2 separate regions of the Mus musculus genome follow, and region 2 is linked to region 1. Evidence: chromatin contacts called from public promoter capture Hi-C data. All regions are on one chromosome and are shown on one strand. Each heading gives the region's core, a stretch centred on a gene start, on an enhancer-like site or on the middle of the called end of the contact. The rest is flanking DNA. Distances are from core to core; before and after follow the strand shown. Region 1 has its middle 13 kb from the start of Tkt. Region 2 overlaps Rft1 (RFT1 homolog).

Region 1 (7,506 bases), core at 751-3,250:
AGGGTTTCTCTGTGTATCCCTGGCTGTCCCGGAACTCACTCTGTAGACCAGGCAGGCCTTGAACTCAGAAATCCGCCTGCCTCTGCCTCCCAAGTGCTGGGACTAAAGGCATGCGCCACCACTGCCCAGTGGAACACAGGTTTCTAATCCCAGCATTTAGGAGGCTGAGGCAGGAGGATTAAGCGTTCAAGGATAGCCTAGGATCTGTAACAAGACCCTGTCCCACTGGGCATGGTGGCGCACGCCTTTAATCCCAGCACTGGGAAGGCAGAAGCAGGCGGATTTCTGAGCCAGCCTGGTCTACAGAGTGAGTTCCAGGACAGCCAGGGATACACAGAGAAACCCTGTCTCAAACACCCCACCCACCCCCCACAAAAAAAAGACCCTGTCCCAAATATAGGCCCTACAGTAAATGGGCACTGCGAGATTTATTCAGAGAGTGGGCCCATCCACCTGGAGGCCAGCAAGTTGGAACCACGTCAGACTGCGGGACTCTCAGCACTGAAGCTCTTCTTCACAGAGAAACTTTTTCCTATCTATCCTCTCTTGTGAGTCACCGGAGCGTCCGGGGTATAACCACATCTACAAAATACCAGCACGGCCACACCTGAGTTAGTGTTTCATTGCATAACTGGGAACTACAGACTAGCTAACTTAGCTCTTTCAACTGACCACAGTCACACATGCACACACATAAACATGAACAAACATGCACACACACACACGCATACAGGCACATATGACTATTAACATGCACATACACACATATGCATGCACACACAATTGTAAACACATGTGAGGTTTTTTTTTTTAAGATTTATTTAAGTACACTGTAGCTATCTTCAGACACTCCAGAAGAGGGCGTCAGATCTTGTTACAGATGGTTGTGAGCCACCAAGTGGTTGCTGGGATTTGAACTCCAGACCTTCAGAAGAGCAGTTGGATGCTCTTACCCACTGAGCCATCTCACCAGCTCCCCACATGTGAGTTTTAAAATTACATTTATTTATGCATGTGTGTCCAGGCCACAACACACGTGTAAAGAGTCATTCCAACACTTGACCTTGTAGTCCTGGAGATGGAACATTGGTGGGCAGGCTTGAGAGCAAACTCCTTTACCTCCTGCTGCAGCTGTCTGGGTCCAGTAACACTTTCTAAGCTATAAGGAATACGATTATAGCATAGTGGTAAAGCTCTCGCCTAGATTCTCAAAAGCCCTAGTCCTAGCACCATAAAATAGAAAAAGCAAGAAATGTCAAAGCCTCCCTGAGATTTCCCTCTGTGCATACTCTGTTGAAAGCAGCGATGGGGCTGGTGAGATGGCTCAGCAGTTAAGAGCACTGACTGCTCTTCTGAAGGTCATGAGTTCAAATCCCAGCAACCATATGGTGGCTCACAACCATATGACTCCCTCTTCTGGAGTGTCTGAAGACAGCTACAGTATACTTACATATAATAAATAAATCCTTAAAAAAAAAGAAAAAAAGAAAGCAGCGATGATCCTGTACAAAGGCTGACAAGGGCCTGGAAACCCTGAAGTGCTTAGGGCTGGGCTTGCAGCTCAGGTAGAATGCTTACCCAGCAAGTACAAAGATCAGACTTTGCTCTCCAGCACGAGAGGGGCTGGGGCAAGAAAAGAAGTAAAAAGAAACCAAGATCCTCATGTATCATTGGTGAGGTTACAAAATGTTAGCCACTTTGCAGAACAGGTGAGAAGCTTTTCAAATGATAAAAAAAACTACAAGAGCAGCCTGGTTTGGGGATAGGGGTTCACCCCTGTAACCTCTGCACTGGAGGGTGAAGGCAAGAGTCTGAGAAAAGGAAAAAACAACGGTCATATGAGTCAAAGATTTCATTCCTGGGCATGCACCCAAAAGAACTGGAAACATGCCCGCCCTCATGGACAGACAGACAGACAATCTTCCTGTCAGCATTTAACCCAGAGTTCACAGCAACAAGGCAGCACAAGTTGAGACCCTCAAAAAAGCTAACCCATGCACGCTGTGCTCTGCAAGGACCTAGATGACATCATTCTGAGTGACAGCAGCCAGACTAAAGCCCACGTTGTCCATGTAGTCTTTGCGTAACATATTCAGAAAAGGTAACTACAGAGATGAAGAGAAACGATGGCCACGCAGGCGGTGTGTGTGGTGGGGGAGAAGTAGAGGGTAGGTAGCTGCTAAGGGCCCAAGGCTCTTGGGGTGGGCGGGGAAAGGGAGTATAGAAGGATCTTAAGAAAGAGCAAGGATGATTGCACGATCCATAAACATCCCTGTGAGATACTGAGTTCAAATCCCAGCAACCACAGTTCTGTTCTTTACAGCAACACTACAGGAGGGCCAGTGAGACGGCTCAGTGGGTAAACGCTGCCAAGCCTGACAACCTCAGTGGGTCTGTGCGAGCCACATGCTGGAATGAGACAGCAGCATACCTATCCCCCACCACCACCATTGTCACAATTTTTTAAACTAAAAATCTATTAATAAACCAAGTAGTAGTGGCATATGCCTTTAATCCCAGCACTCAGGAGGCAGAAGTAGGCAGATCTCTGAACTGGAGGCCAGCCTGGTCTACAGAGTGAGTCCCAGGACAGCCTGGGCTACACAGAGAGACCCTATCTCAAAATACTTTTAAAAATAAAACAAAAAACAAACAAACAAAAATCCCCACTAATTATTTTTTAGAAATACATGATTTCTTTGTGGCTTTTCATGTCATCCTTGCATAGGCCATGGTAACCTCTATAGTGTTTGATTTTAGTGCAGTGCTGAGAAAGCAAGAACATTCTTTAAGATTTATTTCATGGGTGGGTGGGTATGGGGGACTTTTGGTATAGCATTGGAAATGTAAATGAGCTAAATACCTAATAAAAAATGGAAAAAAAAAAAACAAAAAAAAGATTTATTTCATGTATGTGACTACACTGTGGTTCTCTTCAGACGCACCAGAAGAGGGCATCAGATCCCATTACAGATGGTTGTGAGCCACCATGTGGTTGCTGGGAATTGAACTCAGGACCTCTGGAAGAGCAGTCAGTGCTCTTAGCTGCTGAGCCATCTCTCCAGACCATGAGCACTATTCTTAAAGATTTCCTTTGGGTCCAGCAAGTTGATGAAGTGGGTAGAGACACGTGCTATGCAAACCTGGGATCCTGAATTCCATCTTGGAATCCTCACAGTAGAAGCAGAGAACCAGGTCTTATCTCTCTCTCCTCTCTTCTCTCTCTCTCTCCCCCCACAAATAAATAATAAATAAATATACATAAGTTTCTACTTGGATTTAAAACATAAAGATCCCATCCCCCTTGATAGCAGCTGAGTTTGTTCTAATGAGGTGACTTAGGGCCGAGCCCCAGACAACTTCAGGTGTGGGAAAACAAATGATTTCAAGGTTAAAGGTTAGAACTTTCAGCCCCATCCACCTCTCCTCTTGGAAGTGAAGAGGAGGCTGGACAGCAAGCTCTGCCACATCTCTTAGGAGCTGAGGTGATGGAGTTCAGTGACAGAATGCTTGCCTGCCATTCATGGGGTCCTGGGATCTATCCCAGCAGCACAAAAACAAGTAACGCTCTTTTAAAAAACAAAACAAACAAACAAACAGAACAGAACCTTTCTATATAGCTTTAGCTGACTTAGAATAAGCTATAAGGACCAGCCTGGCCTTGAACTCAAAAATATCTTTGTGAATACTTCTTTTGTTTTATTTTTTGAGATAGGGTCTCTCAAGGTAGTTCTGGCTATCCTAGAACTCATTATGTAGACCAGACTGGCCTCAAACTACAGAAATCCGTCCTGCTGCCTCTGGCTCCCAGATGCTGCCCCACCACACCTGGCTTTGCCTGAATGCTCTGGAGAGCTGGGGCGGTAGCTCACTTAGCACAGTTTCCTGGCATGCATGGAAGCCCTGGTTATGAGCCCCAGAACCACATAAACCAGGCATGGCGTTGTACTCTCGAGGGAGAGATAAGAAATCAGAAAGCCAAGATCACCCTTGACTACATAGAGAACTTGAAACCATCCTGGGTTACCTGAGACCCTGCCTCAAACAAAATTAAATAAGGGCTGACCTGACAATCTGGGTTTCATATTCAGAACCCACATGATGCTGGAATCAACTCCACAAAGTCCTCTGATTGCCACATTATCCTCCACATACGCAAACACACACACACACACACATACACACACACATCTTGTGCATAGAAACATGCAAATAACTGAGCAGTGGTGGTGCACACCTTTAATCCCAGCTCTCAGGAAGTAGAGCCAGGTGGATCTCTGAGTTCAAGGCTAGCCTGGTCTGCAGAGTAAGTTCCAAGATAACCAGGGAACATGGTGAAACCTATTTTAAAGAAAGAAAAAAAGAGAGAAAGAGAGAAAGAGAGAGAGAAAGAAGAAAGAAAGAAAGAAAGAAAGAAAGAAAGAAAGAAAGAAAGAAAGAAAGAAGATAGGAAGGAAGATAGGAAGGAAGATAGGAAGGAAGAAAGAGAGAGAGAGAGAAAGAAAGGAAGAAAGAAAGAGCCTTTAAAAAAATGAGTAAATTTTTAAATAAATGCCCTTGAACAAGATTTGCTGAATTTCTAGGTTGCTGAACACATGGATACTGAAAGTGGTACCTCCTAGAGAGGGCATGGGACCTTTGTACCCCAGACTCCTGACCTTGCCCTGTCCATCTCCCAAGCTGGTGTTCATCCTTTATTACAAAAGGACGAATGGAAGCAGAGAGTTTCCTTGAGTGTGAGCCAGTCTAGTAAGTCAGTCCATCACTGGAAAGGATCACTGGTTGGCCGGAGGTTCTGGAAATCCAGACTCGTGAATGGAGTGGCCTAGGATTGAGCCTCAACCTGTGAGATCAGACATTCCCTCTCAGTAGACAGAGTCAGAGCCAGACTGAATTCCAGAAGCCCAGCTGGTGTGGGATGACGAATTGCTGTTGGGAAAAACTCTACCATCCATCACGGTGACCAGTGGCCATTGAGGCACGGGAAGAACTCTGAGGATAGGGAAACGCCTTGCACGGATAACCCCCCGCAACCCCCCTTGTATTTAGTATACTCCAAATCACTGAATTGTACACCCCCGGCCCATAGCGATCTCAGTGCCACCTGGACTGAATGAAAACGCGTCTGGAAAAAAAAAAAAAAAAAAAAAAAAACAATAAAATAAAATAAAATCAAAACCCAAGGGTGATTCTCACGGTGTGTTTGCTATATCTCAACAAGATTGTGGTTTAAGGGGGCTGGTGAGATGGCTCAGCGGTTAAGAGCACTGACTGCTCTTCCAAAGGTCCCGAGTTCGAATCCCAGCAACCACATGGTGGCTCACAACCATCCATAATGAGATCTGACGCCCTCTTCTAGTGTGTCTGAAGACAACTACAGTGTACTTACATATAATAAATAAATCTTTAAAAAAAAAAAAAAAAAAAAAAAAAAAAAGATTGTGGTTTAAAACAGAACAACAGAAAGAGTCAGCAAAGGAACAAGGAGGATGCGCGAGAGCCACGTATGCCTGGGTGGGCTGGCCCCGGCCGGGGTAAGCAGCTGCAACAATTCTCCCTTAGGCCAGATTCCCTTTCACTGCTCTTGCCTCCCTGCCACGGGGCTGCCCTGGATGCTGCACAGGGTCCAGAGCCTGCAGATGCCCTAGAGCAGAAACTCTGTAAAATTCCCAATTTTCCCCTCATTCCATTGCTTGCTGGCCACGTGTGTCAACTTGACACAAACTAGAGTCATTGGGGAAAAGAGAACCTTAATTTAGAAAATACCTCCACTAAATGGCTGTGGACATGTCCGTAGGGTGTTGTTGTTGTTGTTGTTGTTGTTACTGTTATTGATTGGTGTAAGAGAGCCCAGTCCACTGTGGGCAGTACCATTCCCGAGCAGATGATCCTGGATAGTTTAAGAGAGCAAATTGAGCAAGCCTGGGAGCAAACCAGTAAGAGCTCGCCTGTGACTGCTCTTCAGTTCCCGCTTCCAGGTCCCTGCTTTGAGCTCCTCCTGCCTTGGCTTCCCTCCGTGACTGACTATGATCAGGATGTCATGGTCTTTAACACAGCAATAGAAACCTAAAGAGGATGTAGCTTCAATAACTTCCCTGAACCTCCATCCCACTGCTTGAAGAGAGTATTGTCTGAACACACTGACAGATGGCCCAGTGGTATTTGCTTCTCCCAGATGGAAAGAGCCACCACCCACCCACCCACCCCCAACCCTCGGGCTCTGACCTAGCACACAGAGTCTGACACAAAAGGAGACACCAACCTTTGTTATAATGAGCATTTTGTGGAATATCCATCTTACAGATGCAACGAATCTGAGATCCAGTGATGGTCAAAGAGCCATCCAACACTGAGGGGGATTTGGGTCCCTGTCTTTGAGATCCTTTCTCACTCAGGATGGGACCTCACCAGTTAGAGGCAAAGGTGACTAAGTCAGCAAAACCAGCTTTCCTGGAGAGCTCTTTGCCAAACCAGAGTTCTAAGAGGATGGCCAACCTCTAACCCAGTGGCTTCTTGAGTAGGGCTCTGGTTCATAAAACATCTCACCAGGACAAAGATATATGAAAAGCAGAAAGCAATCCAAACTTCCCTGATCACAACACAGCCTTGTGATTAGACAGTGCACACCTACTTAATATCTTTGTGGCCTGTGACATAAAAGGCTTAGCTGGTAAAGCTTGCTTGTCACCAAACCTCACCACCCGAGTTTAATCCCCTGGGTTCACATGGTTGAAGGACAGCACTGACTTCTGCAAGCTGACCTTTGACCTCTACCTCGCTTGCATGCCCCCCTCCTACACACACACCAAATTAGTTAATATAATAATTTTTATGCTGTCTTTGAGGAATTTTTAAATGCTAGGGGAAAAATAAGAGAAATCGTATGTTCTGATGATCTTGATAATTTTTTTAAAAAGCCATAATAACAGTGACTATCCATTTTCAGCCTCCCATGGCCAGCACAGAGGCATAGGTATCCCAACCTCACATGACCATCAGAGAGGCAACCCTATTCTGCAGCAATTCCTTGGTTCAGCCTAAAAACCAAAAAGCAGTATTTGTCAAATGGACAGGTTAATAGTCATCCTCTTTGTGTGAAATTATATATGATTTTAGTTTACTTAAGAGTTTTCTATATTCCCTGAGTATGCATGGTTTTGTTTTCTGTAATGAACCCAGGACCTTGTGGGAGCTAAGGAAGCAATCTATCCCTGAGCTACAAATTCAGTCTTTACATTTTTTTTAAGGCCAGAATGTCCTTGAACTTTCTTTTATTCATTTTTGAGATGATCTCACTATGTTGCACAGGCTGGCCTAGAACTCACTACATAGCATAGGCTGGCCTTGAACCTGCTATAATCCTCTTGTCTCATCCTCCAAATGCTGGGACTATAAGCATCTGCCATCATACATGGCTCTCTGCCCTTAGTTTTTTTTTTTTTTCTTTTGCTATTACACACCTGTGATCCAGCACTTAAGGAGAGATGAAGGCAGGGGCTGGAGAGA
Region 2 (7,847 bases), core at 5,046-7,545, 140 kb after region 1:
GTATATATACCAAAGAGAACATTCATAACACTCACTAGTCACAGTGGCCAAAAGGTTGACACTCTCAAATGCCCTTTAGCTGATGATTGGGTAAACAGAATTTGGTATATTCATCGAATGGAGTATTATTCAGTTCTAAGAACTGCCATGTATAGTGACAAACATGTCATCGCAGCATCTGGAGGCAGAGGCAGGAGGGCTAGGGCAAGGTTGGGGTCTGCTTGGTCTACAGAGTTCCGGAACAGTCAGAGGTCCACGATTGGAACAGAACATACTAAAGGAAAGAACTAGTCAGGCACAAGAAGCCACACATTGTATGATTCCACGAGTGTATAGTGTCTAGGACGGCAGGACCACAGACAGACGGCAGGACCACAGACAGCACAGTAGTGGTTGCTAAGTGCTGGGGGAATGAGTTGTGATTGCTTAAAGGGTGCAGTTTCCTTTTGGGGTAATGAGAATGTTAAGGAATTAGGTAGTGGTGACATGTCAATGGTTTGACAACAATGTAAGTGTACTACAAGCCGCTGAGTCCTCTGGTTATAATGGTAACAGTTGTTATGTGACTCTCCTGATGGAAGTAAAGGAGGATCCTGTGGTTGTGGCTCCCTGCCTTCAGAACTCAGCTCCGCAGGAAGGTGAGGAGAGGTGGAGAAGCACACCTATCACAAGGACGGGGGAGGGAGTGGCTCCCACAAGGATGGGGGAGTGAGTGGGACGGGGGAGTAAGCAGCTCCCACTTCCACTGCTTGCTTAAGGCCTTGAGGCCTGAGTGAAGACGGCTGATGACTGAGATTAGAGCATATAGGACACTAAGCTGCCTACCGAAGACGACCCCTTTCCCTGCCATGTGCCTTTTGACAGGAGTTCCCTTGTATAGACAAGTAGAAAGAGGGGCTTGGGCTGGACAATGTGGTGTTCACCCCCAACCACAGCACTCGGGAGGCAGAGGCAGGTGGATCTCTGTGAGTCCGAGGCCAGCCTGGTCTACAGAGTGAGTTCCAGGAGAGCCAGGGCTACACAGAGAAACCCTGTCTTGAAAAATCAAAAGAAAAGAAAAAAAGGGATTTGGAGGTCCCAGTCCTGGAGCTAAGGTGCACTGTCATTCTCAGAAGGGGGCTGGTGGCAAGGGGCCATTTGGGTACTCATTTCTAGCCTTCAAACAAAAGCTAGCTGGCTACTTCTGACCAAAGGCGATTCTTTTGTCCCAGTTGGGTGGAGGGTGAGGTAGACCTTCTCATGACCCCACCTTTTCCTCTTGGAGCTGGAAGTAGCTGTCACCCTGCCAATGCCCTGGGTGGGGAGGAGAGAGAGCCAGTAGCTCAATTCTGCTTTGTAATCATAAATGGCACAAGTTCCATGGTTTATGGAAAACCCAGTCCTAAATGTTGGCAAATCCCGGCTGTCAGCAGGCAGGACACCTGGAGTCAGTTTGCTGGGTGGGTATCTGACATCTGAGCCGTTTGAGCTCCTGGCTGTCTACCTTGGAAGTTGTGTTCTCCAGGCAAGTCCAGTGTTAGAGCCTATGCACAGGAGCCACGGTGGCACTGGCTCTGAGTGGTGGGCTGTGCTTTGGAGGGTGCAGTTAATTAGGACACTTTTATGCCTTGATTGACCTTGGAGTAATATTGATAGTTCTGTTGTGATTATGCCCCTCTCAGAACAGTTCAATTCCAACCCTCGGCTTTCTTGTTTCAGCTTCTCTACACGACTGTTCTGGTGCTCTGCTATGCCATCTATTTAATACAATTACTGCGTTCCCCAGAATCAGCCAAGCAACTAACTCTTCCTGTCTCCAGAGTAACACAACTGTTGCCCAGTATTTCAAGAAGCAGAGTGAGTAATGCATTTTGTTCACAGATGATGGTTTTCCTCGAGATAGAGAAACTGCAGCTGGCTTATTTTATAATAGGAAAGATAAATTTACAGATTGTATTTATTGAGTGCTTGCCACATACTAGGTCAGGATTTCCAAATCTTAGCACTGGTGATTTTTGCATAGGGCATGCTTGGTTATAGGGACTGTTATGCACCTTGGGGTGTTTAGCATTCCTGGCTCATGATGCCAGTAGGTCTTCCCGCACCAGCCCAGCACTTACAGCACCTCCAGACACTGCCACATCTCCTCAGAGGCTCACCTCTCCCAGTAGAGAAAAACTGCCGGGCTCTGTAATCCTTCACGTGCGTCATCCAGTGCTTCCATCTCTGAAGGCTAACATTTTCACTCTTCCTGCATTAGGGTTAAAGAGCTAAGGCTGAGTTAAGGCTGTACCTGTCCAGGGTGAGGATAGAGCGCAATTAGCAGTCCGCAGGGGATCCAGTGCCCATGTTCCACTCCTGTGTCTTCTCCTCCAACCGTTTTCTTGGATTGACCTCTGGCAGAGACAGTCCAGGATTCTGAGAATGCAGGGATAACCCCCAGTGGTTGTTGTCTCATTTTGGACCTTTTTGAGACAAAGTCTTGCTATTTATCCCATACTGGTCTCAAGCTTGCAATTCTGCCTCAGCCTCCTGAGTGCTGGTATGAAAGATAAGAAAGATAATGTCTGGCTTTGTTTTGTTTTGTTTTGATCTTGGAGTGGGGCAGCATTTCACATGACTACTTTCCCATCAGACCAAAGGAGAAAGCTGGATGCTGGCATGCAGGAGTGAAGCCTCATCATGTTCGACCCCTTTTCCCTCTCTGGCGGTTTGTCTTGCATTTCCCACTCTGATGGGGTCAGTGCTATTGCCAGCCTGGAACCAGAGCCTCTCAGGGGACAGGACACCACGTAGCTGCTTCATGCTGGGCTCCTGTCTTTTTCTCAGCACCTGTTTGCTGGTTTGTTGTTTGTTTCTTTGTAGTAGAAGGGTATCTGCTTCACTTCTCTTTTGTGATTACTTGAGAAGGTAGCAGATCTGTGGGAACAGAGGCTCTGAATTCATGGAGTCCTGTTACACAATGGTAAGGAAGGCCCAGGTATTAGATGTCAGAGCCTGCTGTGTTCTCACTTGTTAGCAAGGAGTGCTCCGTTCTCATCAGCTGGCTCTTAGCAGACCTTAACCCAGGACAGTTTTGGCCACCACTATGTCTCATTTGTGGGTGTAAATGGCTAGGATTCCAAATTAGAGGAGTCTCTCCCACACTAGGGTCTCCCAGTGCCCACTGTGACCTGACCAGCTTTTCATATTGACCAGCCTCTCTGTTCTCCAGCATGTTTTGGAAAGGAGTGTTTGTTGAGTTGTTAATAGTTTCTTTACATGCCCAGTAAGGGTGATAAGGACCTGTTCCTTATAAGGTTTTGAGGGCCTAATGAGATGGAGCCTGTATAGGCTTAACCGTGGCCTGGCACAAGTCGGTATCACCATCTGAAGCAAGGCTAACACCATTGGCAGTGGTGTGAGCACGTTACAGTTTAACTGAGAGTACCTGCACCTGTATCCTTGGGACAGCTGCCCCAATCCTGAAACGGCTGACTCCATGATTGGTGTGATTCAGGTTGCAGATAGCCAGGAAGGGACGTTTCTAGGCCTCAGAGAGTTTCCTCTTGATTTGGGAGGCAACAGGAGTAGAGCTGAAGCCTGCAGACTCTGGCTTTTTGTTTGTTTGGTTTTGTGTTTTTGCTTGTTTGTTCTTTTGCCTGGCCAAGTGCTACCTCTTGAGCTCAGACAGTCTTTTCTCATCGTCTGAGTTGGTTGGGACTGTAGACTGCAACTACAGACTCTATTTTTAAAGTGAAACCATTGGCTTCTATGGCTCATGTAACTCCTCTGAAGACGTCAGGAGCTCCGTGAAGCTGTTTGTATTTTGAAAAGAACCATGTAAGATGATCGTGATAGCACAGGCCTCTAAGCCCAGCTACTCTAGAAGCAGAGGCTGGTGGCTAAGAGTCCATGGAGTTCCTGGGCTGTCTGGGGAGCTCAGGACTGCCTGACAGCTTAGAAAGACTCTGCCCCAAGGTTAAAATCAGGAAAAAGTCTGAGGATATAGTAATGTCTGTAAGACCCTGCTCTCGTCTCCATTTTACAGATGCGAGAGCTGGTGCTCAGAGGAGTTAAGTGACTAAACCCCAAACCAGACAGCTTGTTTTGGATCCTCTTCCTTGTAATTGCTTTCTATGGACCATGTTAGGTCTGTGTGGTTAACCAGTCTTCCAAAAGAGTTGGGCTTATTGACCATGCTAGTTTTTTATTTACTTAAAGATTGGGAAGTTCCAGGTAGAAAACTTACTCAGGCTTGTTATTTCTAAAGGGGTAAAGAGAGGAAGGGGTCTTAGGCCAGGTGTAGTGGTGTGTGCATTTAATCCCAACATTTGGGAGGCAGGTAGATCTCTCTAAGTTCAAGGAGGACCAGCCTGGTCTGCATAGTGAGTCTCCACCCCCAAAACAACAACAAAACAAAGAACAAGAAGAGAATAGCCTGCATTCAGCTCTCCCACAAGCGGCATACCTGCGTGGCTCCTTGGAGCAGCTCCTCGGTAAAACTGCTTACAATCATCTGCAAGAAAGATCAGCTGGACCAAATGTTTCGGTTTCCTTTCCTAGTCTTTTAGAATTACGGGTTTTTTATAGGTATTCATTTGGATTTATAATAAGCTAATGGTACCTCAAATGATGACCACTGTTTATATTCTTTGGCATGTCTGAGTAACTTGAAATATTTAAGTAGAGCTGCAGCGTTCACCACAGCAAGCGTGTGTTCCACATGAGTCCATGCTGAATTGCTGTGGTGGAGACCCGAGACACTCGCCAACCACACTGCAAGACTGCGTTTAGTGCCATCAGAGCAGACGGTCAGGGTGGATGGAGAAGTCTGTCTGGGATCTTTTAGGAAGGCTTCCTAGAGGAAGCTGCCTTTGAGCTGGAGCTGAACATGGGTGGGCAGAAGTGAACAGTGATGTGTGGTGATGCATGGAGCCACAGGAAGGAAACAGATGTGCTCAGGCCTGCTCTGTGCCCCTTGCTGGGTTGGGATTGAAATATGGGGATAGTGGGGGGATTGAGTAGACCAGTCAAGGAGAGGAAAAGAAGGGTGGGTGGAGCTTATGAAGGGAGGTGGACATGGCATGTGGCTCTCAGCAAGTGGCAATGACTTCAGTAGAGTGGAGTGTGAACTTGTTGGAGCAGTAGAACTTACAGGTGGTTTGGTTTGCTTTTAGAATGCAAAAAGATTTGCCATTTTTAATTTTTAAAAATTAAATTTGTTCTTCAACAATTTTGTACATGTATAGTACTTTACTGAAAGGCTTTCCCTGTCCCAGGTTCCTACTACCCTCGTCCACCCTGCCATTTCCTACAGACCTCTTTCTCATTTCATGACTCAAATGGCCACATTCTCAGTCCCAACCCTGAGTGCCCCGTCCACCCTGGGTGTCTGCTCCAAGGACACCAAATGATGCAGTGTGGTTGGCGAGTGTCTCAGGTCTCCACCACAGCAATTCGGCATGGACTCACACTGAAGACACGCTGGCTCTGGTGGACTCCGCAGCTTCATTTTATTTTGTGACTCACTGAGTTTAGCAGGGGTGAGGGCAGGGGCTTCTGTGTGGCTGTGGGTTTGGAGTTATCATTGGAACCAGGTGGGCATATGATTGCAGACAATGGTTCTCCTTCTCCCAGAATCTAACAGGGCCTAAGGTAAGCCAAGCTAGCCTTTAACTATGTAGCTGAGGATGCCCTTGAACTTATGAATCTCTTGTCCCTACTTCCTGAGTGCTGGGTTACAAGCCTGGGCTGTCACACACATCTGAAGGTTTTGAATGGTGCCATGTAGAGGAGCCTCGTGGTATCTTGTTTTTCTGTCATTCAGTCCCCTACCAGCTCCATCAAATAGGATTTGTCTCTTTTAAGACAGGGTCTCACCATGGAGCTGGCTAGGCTCTTAGTCCCTCCTGCTTCAGAGTTTGAGCGCTCTTACTACAGGCATGTGTCACCATGTCTAGGGGATCTTAAATATGAGGTATAATGTAATCTCATTTTGCAGATGATAAACCAAGACTTAGCAAAGTTAACTATCTTGCCTATGGCCGTTGGGCTAAGTCAAGAAGCAGTTTAAGCCCTAGACTCTAAGCTTGATGCCAAAGTCTAAACCTACAGTAAAAGGACGCACTAGGCAAGTTGTAAGTGAGACATCTCTGTGGGAGACACGAAGTGATGAGGATGGTCCTGAGGTGGGCAAGTCTGGGGCCATCGGTGGCCTGTAAGGACTGGGGTAGGAAGAGAAAGGGGGAAGGAGAGTGCTGTATGGGTGGTGGAGGCGATGGGCTGTGGCCTCCACTTCTCAATGACTTGTCAGTGTGGGAGGCACACGGCTGATCATCCTGAGTCACAGAGTTTGGGAAGGGAATGGTGACTCAGCAGGATGAGCCTGGTTCCTTCTCAGCCTTCCCTACAGTTACTGCCGATCCATCACCTTTCACCTCCCAAGCCTCAGTGTTCCCGTTAAGCACAGTAAGGCTCTAGAAGGTCTGCTTAGGAACAGGGTGCAATCGCACCAACCCAGCTTTGTAAACCAGTCTCCTTCACCATCCCAGCAAGACCCCTTCTGAATAGAAGGGTACAAGTCCCCAGAAGTTGCTTCTTTTCTACCCGTCAGTGGCCTGAGAACCAGAGCCCCAAAGTGGACTTCCTGTGAATGTGTCCTTAATGAGCACTTCGGCTGTTGTAAGCAGTGTGGCCATCGACACTGAAGCATTAGGAGAGGAAGTCCTTTTATAAGCTTCCAGATTAGAGTCGCTCTCCCAAGGACTTTCTCTTTAGAAAGCTGAATTATTTCCCCAAACACATTTACTACTTACTGGCAGGCAGGCAGGCAGGCAGGCTTCAATAGGAGCATAATGGAGTCTGGGCAACTGGCTCAGACCTCTAATCCCAGCAATGAGTGCGAGGAGGAAGAATACTTGCAGATTTTTGCGGCCTGCCAGGGCTACCTAAGTGAGACTGTCTTGGCGAGACACACACACACACACACACACACACACACACACACACACACACACACACACACACACGACCCCAGAGCCAGTGGGCGGCAAATTTCAACTTTTCATTTCCTTTGAAAACAGCACAGATCCCTCAGGGGACTGTGCCAGTACAGGGGGATGTGAAAGAGATCTATCTATGCCTTCACTTCTCCAGAGCGGCCCAGGGACAGATCTGTCTGAGTATTCCTGGTCCACAGTGCCCTCTTGTGGTGATGTCTGGCAGCTCTTGTTCTGGGGAAAAGCAATGGTTGGGCAGTGTTAAGCTCAATGTCTTCTGCCTGGAGAAGGCTTACTTCAGGGCTAGAGATGCCTTGGCACCTGCTCAGAGCTCACTGACTTCCCGCAGACAGTGCAGTCTGGGAGGACTCAGGCCTGCATTCTTCTAGTCTATAAGAAAAGAGAAGAGGAGTCAGGGCTGAGAGGAGCCCTGCGTTCTCAGAGGTGCTCAGGTCGTCTAACCTGAGCTGCATGTGACTGTGAGCATTTTGGAATAATTAGAATTGAGGCGATAGTAAGGTTAGAATACACACTGCAGTTTAAAGGTTAGAGTAGAAAAAGTAACGTGAAATGCTGCCTAATTCTTCATATTCAGCACACGGCAAAAGTGGTATTTTGAGTTAGTATACTAACACTGGGAAGCAGGATGTGATGGTGTGCCTATAATTCTAGCACTAGGTAGGTGTGCAGGCGGATCAGGAGTTCAGCGTTATCCTCAGCTTAGCTGCAGACTGAGTTCAAGGCCACATGGGCCACATAAGACCCTACCTTAAAAATAGGAACAGGCTAGCTCATCTGTTAAGGTTTTTGCCTGGTTTCAATTTCCAGCATCCTATGAACCAGGTATGGTAGTGTGGACTGTGATCCTAGCACTGGGAGCTTGAGGCA

Evidence for each region. Promoter capture Hi-C pulls out the DNA fragments that hold promoters and counts their contacts.
Region 2: a contact with region 1 is called in a promoter capture Hi-C map of liver, with 4 times the contacts expected there. The contact joins two enhancer-like sites. A contact is called at or near these places in 7 of 39 promoter capture datasets (embryonic stem cells, liver, macrophages and 2 more), 2 of 15 datasets of contacts at CTCF or cohesin (embryonic stem cells and large pre-B cells), 21 of 484 Hi-C or Micro-C datasets (B cells, the Ba/F3 cell line, CD4 T cells and 9 more), 13 of 115 datasets of contacts at active chromatin or transcription factors (DN3 thymocytes, the SCID.adh cell line, T-cell acute lymphoblastic leukemia and 5 more) and 4 of 9 other capture datasets (adipose tissue, embryonic stem cells, liver and 1 more).

Annotation. Positions count from the first base shown.
Region 1 is chr14:30,532,386-30,539,891 of GRCm38.p6, forward strand. No RefSeq gene overlaps it. Among named protein-coding and RNA genes, the nearest start is that of Tkt, 13 kb to the right of the region's middle. Within about 2 kb of position 2,001, at least 6 of the 459 cell types and tissues checked have an H3K27ac peak or open chromatin away from gene starts, as enhancers often do. A contact at or near this core is called in adipose tissue and liver, where this site is marked.
Region 2 is chr14:30,664,981-30,672,827 of GRCm38.p6, forward strand. Rft1 (RFT1 homolog) reads left to right here. Exons shown (of 13, transcript NM_177815.3): 6 at 1,699-1,836. Among named protein-coding and RNA genes, the nearest start is that of Rft1, 15 kb to the left of the region's middle. Within about 2 kb of position 6,296, at least 125 of the 459 cell types and tissues checked have an H3K27ac peak or open chromatin away from gene starts, as enhancers often do. A contact at or near this core is called in adipose tissue and liver, where this site is marked.